4 separate regions of the Mus musculus genome follow, and all the other regions are linked to region 1. A link is a contact called in public HiChIP or PLAC-seq and promoter capture Hi-C data. All regions are on one chromosome and are shown on one strand. Each heading gives the region's core, a stretch centred on a gene start, on an enhancer-like site or on the middle of the called end of the contact. The rest is flanking DNA. Distances are from core to core; before and after follow the strand shown. Region 1 holds the start of Hk3 (hexokinase 3). Region 2 holds the start of Sncb (synuclein, beta). Region 3 has its middle 29 kb from the start of Tspan17. Region 4 holds the start of Tspan17 (tetraspanin 17).

Region 1 (3,381 bases), core at 722-3,221:
TGGTGGCCATGTTTCCACAATGGGTATTGACTACCTATAGGAGAGAAGGGTTAACTGGATTCAAGACTGGTTAGTCTACAGGCTCCAAGAGGCAATAACTCAAACTCACAACTTCTTTCCTTCCAGAAGGAACGAAGAATGGAGTTGTAAACAGAACCAAAAACTTCTGACCAGTAAAGAATCCTTAGCAATCCACCAGGAGGCAGGTGTTTTTGAGAAGTGTGTGTGACGATGTTTCCCCTCCCGCCCAGTCCTAAGCCTCTGGAGACCCTCTGCTCCTGCATTCTTTCTTTCCTTGGCCCCTGCAGACAGTCTATCATGACCCAGTCTTCCTGGGTCTTCATCAGTAAGTAACTCTTCTCCTCTGCCTTTAAATACATAGGACGGTTTCCAAGCCTCCAAGGACAACTTTCTGCCTTCCTCTACACTCAGTCCATTTCACCATTAAAACTCGTGTGTCGGAGCTTCCAAGTCAGGCACTGACCTAATCCAAATGCCAATCCTAGCAGTCTGTTAGATCACACCATGGCAGTGTAGCGGTCCCTTGAACACAACAAAGGCAGATTCCTTTCTCCACTAGCCTTCCACAAATCTGCCCTCAACTTGGCCAGAAGCATCAAGAGTTTTGCTTAGAAGGGAACAGTCACTTAGCCCCTAGCTGGGGCTCTGAGAAAGAACTTTAATGCCTGTCCTCTCTTTCTTGTCCCCACAACTACTGACTATTCCAGGAGTCTCCTGATATTTCTGCTTCCGCAGGTTGAATCTAGCCCGGCTCACGCTGTCATGGCTCCTCCCACAGATGGAGCCAAACTCTGTGGTACTACTGCAGGATCCTCATTTGCCCTCACCCCAAGCTTCCTCTTGCTACTCCTTGAGCTTCTGAACTCCACACATGCTGACTCCCTGTCATCTGCTTTTTAGTTTTCACTTAAGTTGGTCCCCATTTCTGAAGGGCTAGCCTCATAACCTTGTGATGTCTGAGTCACCTCTGCACTTCAATTCCGGGACAGGGTTGGGCAAATTTAGACCTGGTGCTCGTGCCTGTAAACATAGCACTTGGTTGACTGAGGCAGGAGTATCAGGAGTTTGAGGACAACCTGGGCCACATAGTGAGACCCTGTCTCAAAAGGAGGCAGTAGATTTGGTAAAGCAAGAAATTTGTTTCTGACAACTCTCCCCTAAATTATATGTGTGTGTGTGTGTGTGTGTGTGTGTGTGTGTGTGTGTATCACCACTTAGTTTCCAATCTGTCAGAAGAGAACATACATTCCAGTAGTCTGTTAAAGGATAAAATAAGGTAACTGACGCAACTATCTTCGTTCAAGGCCCAGCTAACACAATCATTCACATACTTACCTGCTCGCACACTCAACATTTACTCCGCACGTGCCAGACGATGAGGTTTCCTGCAAGGAACCCTAGGATTTAAACTCTAGGTTCATACATTTGGACCTCTCTCTTCTTCCAGTGAGGGGCATGTCTCCATTCCACTGTCACCAGAAACAAGTCGAAAGTCTACACATGTTTGAATTAAGAGCTTCTTGACTTTTCTCATCTGAATCAGACATGGTTCCAAAGTGCTGCTTTTGAATGGTATTCTAGAGACCGGTCCTGAGGCTGGGCACCACCGTCACCAGTGAGAACTCATAGCACAGTCTTGCTAACCTCCATTAGCCATAGGATAAGCCGAGGGCTTGAGACGAGGCCTGCAGGAATTAGAGGAAGTGCTTACCTGGGAGATTCAGAAGTTGATCACCTTCCTCGGGGGCTCAGCTCTTCTCCCAAATATGACCACAGTGATACTGGACTAAACTCAAAAGTGAAAACTCTGGGTCAGCTCCCCAAGCTCCACCTTCCTCTGTAGCCACTTAACCGAAATCTGCTAATTCAGGAAAGGGCACTTCCCTACAAATCTGCTCTCAACGGAGCCCAGAATGGGCAGGGCCATGGTACAAACAAGCCAGATGACCACAGGAAGTTGAAGGCCCAACGAGGTTAAGAACTCCAAAATATTCTCTCAGCAGCGCTAGGAGCGCTGTTCGTGTTATACACAAAGTTTTCAAGTGCCAAGTTCCTTGGAAAGAAGCGGAGACCAGCCTAGAAATTTGTGGTTGAACTAGGCAACGTGTCAAAATGTAGTAAGCAGAACTGTGTAAGAAGCAATGTAGGAGCCTAAGAGGAAGGGCCATCATGACTGCAGGAGAGTGGGCAGGGCAAGTTGGTGAAGTCCTTTCACAAAGAAGAGAGCATGTATGCAGTCAAGAGTCGTGCGTGCGTGTGTGTGTGTGTGTGTGTGTGTGTGATAGAATCAGGTATAGCTCTCAGGACCTAATGAGAATGCCCGTAGTTGAGATACATGGCGGAAGAAGTAACTGCCAGGCCGAGAAGTCTAAAGAGTCCGTAAGGCAAGATGGGGCAAGAGGTTTGCCTGGGGGTCTTCTCTTGTGGAAGATAGAGTTCTTAAGCTTCTGTGGAGCTACTCTACTGGCCACTACACTGCTTTTCCACTTAACTGTTTTCCTGAAATACAGTCTTGGGGAACTAAGCATGTGTGTGTGTGTGTGTGTGTGTGTGTGTGTGTGTGTGTGTGTGTTCAGCTACCCCCAATATATCAACTAAAGAAATGAATAATAATGAAAAGCAGTGTGTGTTTGGAAGAGGGACAGATAAAGGGGTCCAGTGACCTCCAGGACTCTCTGCAGGGTACTTAGAAGAGCTTTATGCTCAAACAGTGAAGGAGTGGGGCAGAGTCAAGAGATACACATAAGTTAGCAGTATTGATCCAGGTGTGCTTCCACCCCCTCACTCTCAGCTCTTATCCTGCAAGGTAGTCTGACAAGCTCTTCTGTCATCCAAAGGAGGCCAGTCTGGATACCACACTTGTCATTTGAGAGGAAAGTGCTATCCTGCGAGACTTTGCTGGTCCCAGAATACAAAATGACTGAGGTTTAGGACGTGACCTAACTTTGTGCCTTCAGCCTTGAAGGAAGAGATGGGTCAGAGAGACAGGCACTCCCTGAGTAATTAGCATGTCCATGCAGAGCAAGCTGTAGTCAGACACAATGCCTAACAAAAGCAGCTTCTAAGTGCCTGTTAGAACTCAGGCAAATTGGTGGGCACAAGACTGCTATTTAGCAGTCATGCTATTATTCAGTTAGTGAAGGCCTCCACAGGACACAGGCGAGCAGAGGTGGCTCCTGTAGCAGCTTTGATGTGATCTGACCTATAAACACGGCAAATACAGCCCTACCTGCAGTTTCCTGGATACCAAGCAGACATACAAGCTTTGAGAGACAGAGAAGTCAAGAATGATGTAGGGGAAGGCAAACTGACCGTGCTCTACAACACAGCACCATGCTTAGTCTGAGGCTCCAGTGCCTT
Region 2 (3,253 bases), core at 432-2,931, 250 kb before region 1:
TTTTCTCTCATTATGCAAATAACCCTTACAAACTCCCCTTTCACACTTTGGGTGAGAGATATTAACCTCCCGACCTTTGTCCTGATACCAGCTGGCAGCTGCTGGGACGATGAACTGGAGAGACTGCCAAGGTAAAACCACAGGCTGTGTGTGTGTGGGGGGGGGGGGCGGGGGCTGGTAGCTGGAGAGAGCCCGCCAATAACCAGGAAAGTGGGGCTTTCCAGCGGGATTTATACCCGGGCTTCTGGCTTTACCAGCTGTGTGACCTTGGGCAGAGTGGTTAACAGAGGGCCCCAGAGTCGCTGATCTGTAGACTAGCCCAGGAATGTTAGATGCTATAGCATTTCATTGCTCTTGGCCTCAGGTAAAGGTTCCCCACCAGGTCACTATTAATAGTGATGACGGGGTAAGAAAAAGGAAACTCTGGAGAGCTCAACACCTTGGTCCCTGGTTTTTCATTTGAACATCATCTCCACCAGCTCCCATCCCATCCCCACCTCCCAATTCCATGGACTGGCTGTGTCCCCAGTGACCCCTACTGACCTCGCCCATCTGCTGACTCATATTCTCATGCCCAGACCCCTCAATCACTCTGAGGACCCTTTCTGGTACCCTCAGGAGATACCCAGCCCTGCAGCCCCTTGCCCACCGACATAGAGGACGCCTTCCTTGGTCTTCTCTGCTGCCTCGGTGACCCCCTGCTTGGTTTTCTCAGCTGCAGCCACAACGCCCTCCTTGGCCATGGACAGGCCCTTCATGAACACGTCCATCCTGGCGGCCTGGGGAGGGCGAACACACAAGTGCCGGGGCGCTGGCTCTGCACCCTCACTCGGGCCCTCCCAGGGGACCTGGTGCCCCCTCCCTCCCTTCCTCAGACTTGGCGCGCTTCTGGGCCGGGAGCCCCCTCCTACCCTCTCTACTTCCCAGGTCTAGGCCTCAGAGCTATGCTGCGGCGAGTCCTAGCGTCCTTGAAACCCCGGGATGCGGGGAGGGGCCAGCACCTCAGTTATCCGGAGATCTGCAACCTGCAGGCCCGCAGAACCGGAAGCTAGGCTCGGCGCGAACACCGGGGCCTGTCTGTACACACAACAGTCACACGGTCTGCATACAAACACACACCATGGACATGCTCACGTGCACACACACAGAACACGGGGCGTTTAGAAGCGCATGGACACTCCGGCACACGGGCACGGACGCACGTCCGCACGTCCACCCAGACTGTAGCAATCAGAGAGGACAGACGCGCATCCTGCAGTGCACCTGCCCGCGCCCGCTTAGCGCTTTCCTTTTCTGTGCCCACGTTTCTCCCAGGGCAGTCTCCATCCCGCTCCTCATCTTACCCCAGATCCCCCTGGATCCCCAGTTCGGTGCTCTTTCCGGAGCCTCACCTGGGTTTCGGGGCCGGGCTGGGGGATGGAGCTGTGGTGGCGGCAGCGGCTGCTACTGCGAGCAGATGCGCGGGGCTGGGCTACGCTGGGTATGGATGGACTCGGGGCCAGTGGTGTCCTGCCGTGGTCAGGCTCTTGAGTCACCTTTCCTGAGCTGGAGTGCAGCAGTGCTCTGGCCTTGGGTGCTCTGCCACCAAGGATGCTACTCGCGCGCTCCGGCTCCGCTCCGGCTCCTGCTCCGGCGCTGCGGCAGCTCTGAGCTCAGCACTCCCCCCTGGTGGCCGCGCCGCCCCCTCCGCCTGACTGACAGGGGGCGGGGAGGGTGACATCTCCCCAGAGCAGGCGAGCCTCCAGGGGAGGGCCTCTGACGTGCAGCCGGGGACCCTAGTGCTGGAGAAGAGTAGTCTTTGAGGATGGTGGGAGGTGGCAATGCGGCGAGAGAGGACTGGTGTAGAAATTATGCGGTTGGCTTGGAAGTTCAGAGCGATTCCAATCCTAGCTGCGTTTGTTAGTAGCTGTGGGATCTTGAACTACCTACCTCACCTTTTGAAACGCAAGGTTCCTCTTCTGTAGAACCAATGGAGGGAGTCAATGCCCTTCTAGGCACCGCTTGGATGGGTGGTGCAGGTTGGGTGGAAACAGTGCTAAAGAAAAGCAGGGTTCGTATCTCAGGAAGACGCGCTCATGGCTGTGCAGAGACAAGAGGCAGGAAACAAAATCAATGTATCCACACTTGAATCATACAGGGTTACTTCAGCCTGTGAGAGTAGATAGGAAGACAGAGAAATGCTGATGTAAGAAATGGACTTGAGGCAAAGTAGGTAGACAGCAAAGGCCTCTTCCAAGAAACGACTTGGAATAGACAGATCCGGGAGAAGCAACAAGGTAGGCCTAGACAGGTGGGGGTGAGATCCACAGAACCAGACCCTCAAGGGCAAAGGCTGGGAGGCACCACCATGCTGACGGGCAGTCAGGATGCAGTGCAACCTGCTCAAGACCCAGACAAGAGCATATGGTTTATGGTTATGGGAGGGCATTCCAGATGCACGGCAGGACCTCAGTCAGTTCTATAAAAGAATTATACCCAAGCAGGTGTGGCATCCCAGATGAAAGGGACCCTGTGAGCTCAGGGAGTCAGGGAAAGAAGTAAAAAGGAAGTGGCACTTAGTTTGGGGCTCGTGGGGTGGGTAAGGTTTTCCCTCGGGAACAAGATCAGAAGAGCGTTTTAAGCTAACGATATATAACACAGATGAGGGCAGTGGTGGCAGAAGTGCTGGTCTGGGCGTTTGAGAGATGAGGTGTGCCAACAGCAGACAGTAGGGCACGGGGGGGGGGGGGATGCTCATGGCTGTGGTAGGGCTGTAAGTTGGCAGAGGCTTTAAGAAGGCCAGTTTGGCAGTGTTTCCTAGGACTATAAATGCATGCTCCTTTTGGATCAGCAGTGCCCCTTCCAGGAACTCACCCTGCGGATCTCTATTCTTGCGTGTGCACACTTACACGTGGGCCGGGACAGTCACTGTAGGAAACACTGACAATGCTCTAAACGTCCTCTTAGAGATCTGGTTACTTCCTTATAGCACATCCACCCAGTGGCACAGTGTGATGGTGTGGTTGGGAGCCATGAGCTGTCTCTCCCCTGCCCCCACCCCACGTATCAACAACACACTAATGAGTAAAGATGGTGTTAGTGAGAAGCCGGTGCAAAGATTGTAGGTGTTGAGCAAGCTGATTTCGATACATAGAAAATTATATTACATACTTACATATTTAACAAGTTATATGTAAGAATATAGTTTTATGCATAGCAATCTGTTTATTGTATATAAGTATTTGTATATATTAGATATAAGTGTATATGTGCA
Region 3 (3,082 bases), core at 74-2,573, 200 kb before region 1:
TGTGAAAGTTGGGTCAGAATGGTATGTGCGTGTGCGTGCGTGTGTGTGTGTGTGTGTGCATGCGTGTGCGTGCGTGTGCGAGTGCATGCATGCACATGTTGTGTATCCAGGCCTTTAGACTGATTGTAAGTTGAAACTATTGTTAATTGGAAAACGCTCTAAACCACCCTGCCCTCCAGCCCCACAGAGCATCATGGCTTACTCGCCTAGTCTGCTGTCCTGAGAAGTGTTCATTAGCATCGTTGGGCAAATCATTAACACAAGCCTATTTAAAATAAAGTGTTGAACATCACAGGTAATTTATTGAACATAACGCTGAAAGTGAGAAACAGGACGGTTGTCTGGATAGGCACTTCCAACACTGTAAAACTGAAAAATTCTAGCCTAAACCGTTGAAATAAAGGACCATCTGCCATGACAGGCCTCTCTTTAGAGGGCTGCCACCAAGATGAGAAATTCTGCTAAGAACCAAAGAACCAAGAGGGGCCAGCTTGGCTCCCCCCCCAGGTTATTACCCTCAGGGTGGACTCCAGGACTGACAGCAGCCAGCATGGCCTTGATGGGAAAAGGTGAAGGCCACTCATTTCCTGACAAGGTGAGGGGGAGTGAATGGAAGACAAAAGCCATTAGTGTCCCCCAGTGGTTGAGAGTTGGGTTGACCTCAGTCAAGCTCAAAGCAGGCACCTGAGATACAGGGGAAGCCACACTGTAGACTCTAAGGCCTAACCATTGGAAGGCCTGTTTACGTCAGGCTCAGAGCGGGTGGTCCCACTCCCACTGGAACCCACTGAAGGTAGCTTGGCACCAGCTCTTCCTCTGGTCCTGTGTCTGTGGGTAGGAGGGCCTGTTCTCAAAATGTACGTGGAATGAATGAACGAGACTGCATAAGCACCCAGTGTGGCACCAGCCTGCAGGGAATTTGGAGCGGAATAGCCCACACATAAGCCCTATCCATCTACGGATGGGGCTTGTGACACTGCCCAGGTTGGAGGACAGGGCTACACCAGCAGATAGCCAGAGGCTTTCTGTGGAGGTCACTGGGAAGGGGGCTGGGACCTCAAGTGACAGGCTGTGGCAGAGAGAAGGGTATTCTGCAGTGACCCTGGCTTTTGATTCCACCCTGTGGATCTCGGAGGGTATGGGGGTTGAGCAAATAGGTGTATAACGGTCCAGTGCTGTCCGGTTAGAGCAGGGAAGGGAGGGGAAGTGAGAGGAGGGGGATTCCTTGGTTGGGGGAGGGGGAGACTAGAGGAGCCAGAGGAGCCGAATGCTGGCCTCTGCGGAGGACACCCCAAGGTTACCTTGGTCTGTAGCCACAGAGCTGCTAGCGGTGGTGACAACAGAGAGCGGCAGCCTCTCGGAGTTTTATTATCATTCAAATGAGGATGTGGAGAGGTATTTCATTTGATTGGTAGAATAATAGGAGCCATTTATCTACCTCCCCTCAACCTTTCATATCTGTTTCACTATTTTATGGGATCACATACATCATAGTAAAGGCAAAAATGTATTTTTTTCCCTTGACTTGGGGGCTGAGGAGGGGTGAGGCCGGGATGGGAAGGAGGCGCTTGGCAGTGGCTGGCAGGAGCTGAAGGAAATGAAATCGAAAGAGACTATTACTGCTGACAGACAGCTACATCTGAGAGGGAATAAGGAACTCCCCGTGCTGCAAGCTTGAGGAGTTTTAAATGGAAGACCTAACAGCCTTCAGCCCCGGGTCCATGGAGGGGTAGAGGACGGTGTGTGTGTGTGTGTGTGTGTGTGTGTGTATGGCAGGGGACGAGGAGGGCAGGGCAGGGCAGCCTGGAGGGTCCTTGTGAGGGACAGCGCAGCACTGGAATCCTTTTGTTTGGCATGTTGTTCTCCCTTTGAAAAAGTTCGAGAGGCTGGAGAGATGGCTTGGTGGTTAAGAGCACTGACTGCTCTTCCAGAGGTCCTGAGTTCAAATCCCAGCAGCTGCATGGTGGCTCCCAACCATCTGTAATGGGATCCAATGCCCTCTTCTAGTGTGTTTGAAGATATATATATATATACACACATACATACATACATATACACACACACATATATACACACACATATGCACACACATACATGCACACACATACACAAACATGTACACACATACTCATGCACACACATACACACATATATGTACATATAAAAGGAAAGGTTAGAACACTACAGGCGAAACTCCTGGTGTCCATTTGCCCTAGTCCTGGCCCCTCTGGCCCAACCCAGGGGCAACAACCTACTCCTCTTGCTTTATAATTACACAGAGACTTTTAAAATGTCAGTTCTGTTTTTGTGGGTATTCCCCCGTTTCTAAAGAGGAAAGACCCGTTCTGGGTCATTCAACCTACTTTCACTCAACATGTTTCCAAGTTCTGTGTAGGCACAGTTGGTTCTAGGCTGTTCCCAGAACTGTCACTCAGGGTTCCTGTCCCCTCAATGCACCGATTGGTAGTTTCCAATTCTCCACAACTACAAATGTGATTCAAGGAACACCCCTTTCCCTCTTTTCAGGTACAAGAACAGGGTTTTCTCCAGAGCAGATGAGTAGAGGAGTTGCTGATGCTATGTGTGTGTGTGTGTGTGCATGTGTGTGTAAGTGTGTACATGTGTGTATGTATGTGCATATGAGTATGTGTGTGAATGTTTGTGTATGTGTGTGTGCATATGTGTTTTTGTGTATATGTGTGTTTATGTGCAAGTATGTATGTGTGTGCATGTGTGTATGTGTGTGCATGTGCATATGTGTGTACATATGTGTGTATTTGTGTGCATGTGTACATATGTATGTGCATATGTGTATGTGTGTACAAATGTGTATATATGTGTGCATGTGTGTGTGTCTATGTGTGTGTGTATGTGCGTGCATGTGAACTGACCAGAATATCGTCCACTGGTGAGTGGAGACAGTTTTAAAGTACCATGCCTGGGGGAATCGTGGGCAGGAGATAAGTAGCCAAACTAGAGTCCCCAAGCATTCTCAGAACCTCAGGGCCTTGGGAACTACTCAGGAGAGGTGAGCCTTTTCCATCCACCTGGGTCGCCTTTGTCTGAGGGACTCTGGCCATCG
Region 4 (3,060 bases), core at 21-2,520, 230 kb before region 1:
TCCCTCCCTCTCTCCCTCCCTCCCTCTCTCCCTCCCTCCCTCTCTCCTCCCCCCCCCCTTCAAGTATGGACTAGGTTAGAGAGGAATTTGTGTAAAGACAGGTAGGACTGGGAACTGGGAATGCCCTGCACAGCCTTCCCATCTGAAGACAGTCCTATGGATTCTGTGTGTCTCCTCCTGCTGAAATGATGGATGGATAAACCTTCATGAGTGAAGAGATTACAGTGGTAGTTAGGCTTCACCGTGGTCTTGTTAGGAGGGATTCACTTGATGCTGATGATGCTTAAGGCCCTTTCTGTATCTAAATAAACACTTCTGGAACAAACTTGGAATCTAAATATTTAAGATCAGACGTACCTAAACCTGCATCTGCTCTGTCCTGTTTTGCATCAGAAGGACTCTGGTGAATCCCAGGTATCAAGGCAGTCAAGTAGGTATGGGACAGGGCGACCATAGGAATAGGCAAAACAGAACAGGCGTGGCATGGCACGCCAGCCTGTTTGTATTCAACTACACTGTGTGTGAATGCATGGCACTGTTCATTGGTCCCACTATTCCCAACCACTTATCCCTGGGGAGTGGACTCCTCTGGTTCTTGAATCTTAGACTGGAGATCCACTGTAATTATTCACACTTGGCTCACCAGCTTTGCCAGTTGGCTCATCTGGGGCCTCTGGAGGACTTGGGGAACTTGAGAGAAGCTAACTGGAGGACGGACTTAGAGAGGAGACGGGGACTCTTCAGAGGTGGGGGTTGCAAGGGGTTGAGTGTGACTGGGGTGTAGCCAAAGCCTGGCCCAGAGGCAGGGTCTTGGGGAGAAGTGAGACCTGTGGACCATAAAAAAAAAAAAAAGACGGATGTCTTGGGCGTGGCTCCAAGAAGGCCGACTGTGGCTCAGAACTGAGGCTGAGTAGGGCGGAGCTCCAGGAGGACTGAGGCCGGTTGGAGGCGGGGTTTGGGGCTCATCAGAGGCGGGACCCGGTTTAGAGGCGGAGCTCGAGAACAGAAGTTAGCTAGGGCAGAGCCTTGGGCGGGGCGTAGGCGGGACTGCGGGAGGACAGCGGCTAGGCATGGGCGGAGCCTGAGAGGATTAAGCCCGGCTGGGGGCGGAGTCGTGGTTATGGGCGGGGCCCGTGAGGACTGAACTTGACTGGGACGGGGTCGTGGGCGGGGCTCCAAGAAGACCGAGCCTTGCTGGGGCGGGGTGTGGACTGACACTGTGGGCGGGGCCGGAGCGCTGTTGGAGGGCGGGGTCGGATGAGGGCACCGCACTCCGGGTGTGGCTGTCCGAGCGCCGTGGGCGGTGCCACAGCGGGCGGGGCAGCCGGTGAGCTGTGTGGCTTTGACCATGAAGCCGCAGCCACCGGGCTAGGCCCGGGGCTGCTCCAGGCCTGGGCGGCCCGCAGAGGGCTGGGCCGGTCACCGGCTCGGGTTCCCGGGACGGCAGGTGGCCGCTCACCATGCCCGGCAAGCACCAGCAATTCCAGGACCCTGAGGTCGGCTGCTGCGGGAAATACTTCCTGTTTGGCTTCAACATTGTCTTCTGGGTGAGCGCGAGTCCGCTTCTCGCTCTGCGCTGAGGATAGGGGTTAGGGAGTCTCAGTTGCTGGTGAGGGAGATCCCGTCTCAGGAGCTTGCGACCAGGGACTGTCCCCCACCCCCTCCACCCCGATGCCCCGTCCCCAACTATTCTGGGGAGCTACTGGGATAGCTGGGGGGCGGGACCCAGTCCCAGCAGGAGGTGCTGGGAGTCTCTCTTTGCAGCCCCAAGTTTGGGCGAAAAAGGGGGCGGCGTTTGCCGGAAGACTGCAGGGGCGCGGTAGTTGCGGACCAGCCCCGCCCCGCCTCCCGGCCACTCCAGCTCCCAGCATGGTGCGGTGAGGTTCGCGAGGCTGGGTCCTAGCCCCGAGTCTACCCTACAGACGCTCAGAAGCTTGTGAGCCAGGAGGTTAGGAGAGAGGAAAGCCAAGGCCTCTGCCTCTGCAGGGAGAGGAGCTCCAGTTGAGAACAGGGAACTGTCCCTTGGGAACAGAATTCAGCATTCCATAGCTGACCAAACAAACAGAGGCTTCCTTCTGTGTGGCATCTGTGTCCTGGTCCTGCCAAGTCATCTTTCTCTTCTCCCTCCCCCATCCTATCGCCAAAGCCGGGCTGTGCTTGCTGTCCTTTATGCCAGGCCTTTCCCACTTGCATTCAGCAGGATTCAGCGGCTCTGTTCTCCACCCACGAGCCGTCGGGTTTGCCCTGTGGTGGGTGTCCTTGGATGTCAGCAGTCTTCTGTTCTGTAGGGTGTGGGCAGCTACAGGGAGCGCTGGCCTGGAAGTCAAAGGGCCTGAGTGTAGCAGGCCTTGTCCAGAGGCTTTTGGGCGAGCCTCTTTGCTCTCTGGGCTTTAGCTTTCCAGCCTTGGAGGAGCCAGTATTGGAGTTTATCCTTCTGGGTTGTTAGATTAAACGAGAGTTTTTTGTTGTTGAGACAGGGTCTCACTCTAGCCCATTCTGGCTTGCAATTTGCTGCAGTTTTCCTGTCTGAGTTTCTTGGGTGCTGGGATTACAGGTGTGAGCCATCACACCCAGCTTAGTAACACATGAATTCTGATGAGGCACATTCTCCCGACTGCCTTATTATTATCTGTAGTTTACAGATAGGGGACTGAATGAATAGACGGTAAGAGCTTAAATTATTTGTCTCGAGAAACATGATTATCAGTGGGTGGAGGGAAGGAAGAGAGGCTAAGTAACTCTGGGGGTAGGGGGATGAAAGTCCCAGCTTTGTTCCTGGGCAAGGGTGGGGCGCCTGGGCAGGGGAGTAAAGATGGACAGAACATTAAGGTCCTATGCTTGGGTGGCATGGGGGCAGGCAGGGTTTTAAAGCAGAGTTGGATCAGTTCTCGTTGGCTGTAGGTGTATGAAAAGGTGACAGAGCATCTGGAGATGGGAAGGAATCTGGGACCTTGGGTTCCTGATGTCCCATCTCCCAAATGTGGGATTATAGGTCTGTGCCTCTCTGTCCAGCTCTACGTATGCCATCTGGACACCACCTAGGTGTCGTCTGGGCAGCCT

Evidence for each region. HiChIP or PLAC-seq counts read pairs in DNA pulled down with a chosen protein or histone mark. Capture Hi-C pulls out chosen DNA fragments and counts their contacts.
Region 2: a contact with region 1 is called in a promoter capture Hi-C map of adipose tissue. The contact joins the promoter of Sncb here to the promoter of Hk3 in region 1. A contact is called at or near these places in 9 of 39 promoter capture datasets (the 3T3-L1 cell line, the C10 cell line, the SN4741 cell line and 5 more), 6 of 115 datasets of contacts at active chromatin or transcription factors (SST interneurons, astrocytes, embryonic forebrain and 3 more) and 1 of 9 other capture datasets (adipose tissue).
Region 3: an H3K27ac HiChIP or PLAC-seq map of microglia shows a contact between it and region 1, with 6 times the contacts expected there. The contact joins the enhancer-like site here to the promoter of Hk3 in region 1. A contact is called at or near these places in 23 of 39 promoter capture datasets (the 3T3-L1 cell line, 3T3-L1-derived adipocytes, the C10 cell line and 14 more), 12 of 484 Hi-C or Micro-C datasets (the HL-1 cell line, the N1E-115 cell line, bone marrow-derived macrophages and 9 more), 6 of 115 datasets of contacts at active chromatin or transcription factors (bone marrow-derived macrophages, embryonic basal ganglia, embryonic stem cells and 2 more) and 4 of 9 other capture datasets (adipose tissue, liver, macrophages and 1 more).
Region 4: a contact with region 1 is called in a promoter capture Hi-C map of liver. The contact joins the promoter of Tspan17 here to the promoter of Hk3 in region 1. A contact is called at or near these places in 27 of 39 promoter capture datasets (the 3T3-L1 cell line, 3T3-L1-derived adipocytes, the C10 cell line and 16 more), 8 of 15 datasets of contacts at CTCF or cohesin (CD8 T cells, the NIH/3T3 cell line, embryonic stem cells and 4 more), 22 of 484 Hi-C or Micro-C datasets (the AtT-20 cell line, B cells, the HL-1 cell line and 14 more), 25 of 115 datasets of contacts at active chromatin or transcription factors (VIP interneurons, acute myeloid leukemia, bone marrow-derived macrophages and 14 more) and 5 of 9 other capture datasets (adipose tissue, bone marrow-derived macrophages, liver and 2 more).

The regions. Positions count from the first base shown.
Region 1 is chr13:55,019,414-55,022,794 of GRCm38.p6, forward strand. Hk3 (hexokinase 3) reads right to left here and starts at 1,972. Exons shown (of 19, transcript NM_001033245.4): 1 at 1,733-1,972; 2 at 1-34. The coding sequence starts at 10.
Region 2 is chr13:54,764,914-54,768,166 of GRCm38.p6, forward strand. Sncb (synuclein, beta) reads right to left here and starts at 1,682. Exons shown (of 6, transcript NM_033610.3): 1 at 1,392-1,682; 2 at 650-779. The coding sequence starts at 770.
Region 3 is chr13:54,817,333-54,820,414 of GRCm38.p6, forward strand. No RefSeq gene overlaps it. Among named protein-coding and RNA genes, the nearest start is that of Tspan17, 29 kb to the left of the region's middle. Within about 2 kb of position 1,324, at least 24 of the 459 cell types and tissues checked have an H3K27ac peak or open chromatin away from gene starts, as enhancers often do. A contact at or near this core is called in bone marrow-derived macrophages and microglia, where this site is marked.
Region 4 is chr13:54,788,135-54,791,194 of GRCm38.p6, forward strand. Tspan17 (tetraspanin 17) reads left to right here and starts at 1,271. Exons shown (of 8, transcript NM_028841.3): 1 at 1,271-1,547. The coding sequence starts at 1,461. Eif4e1b (eukaryotic translation initiation factor 4E family member 1B) reads left to right here. Exons shown (of 7, transcript NM_001033269.3): 7 at 1-325.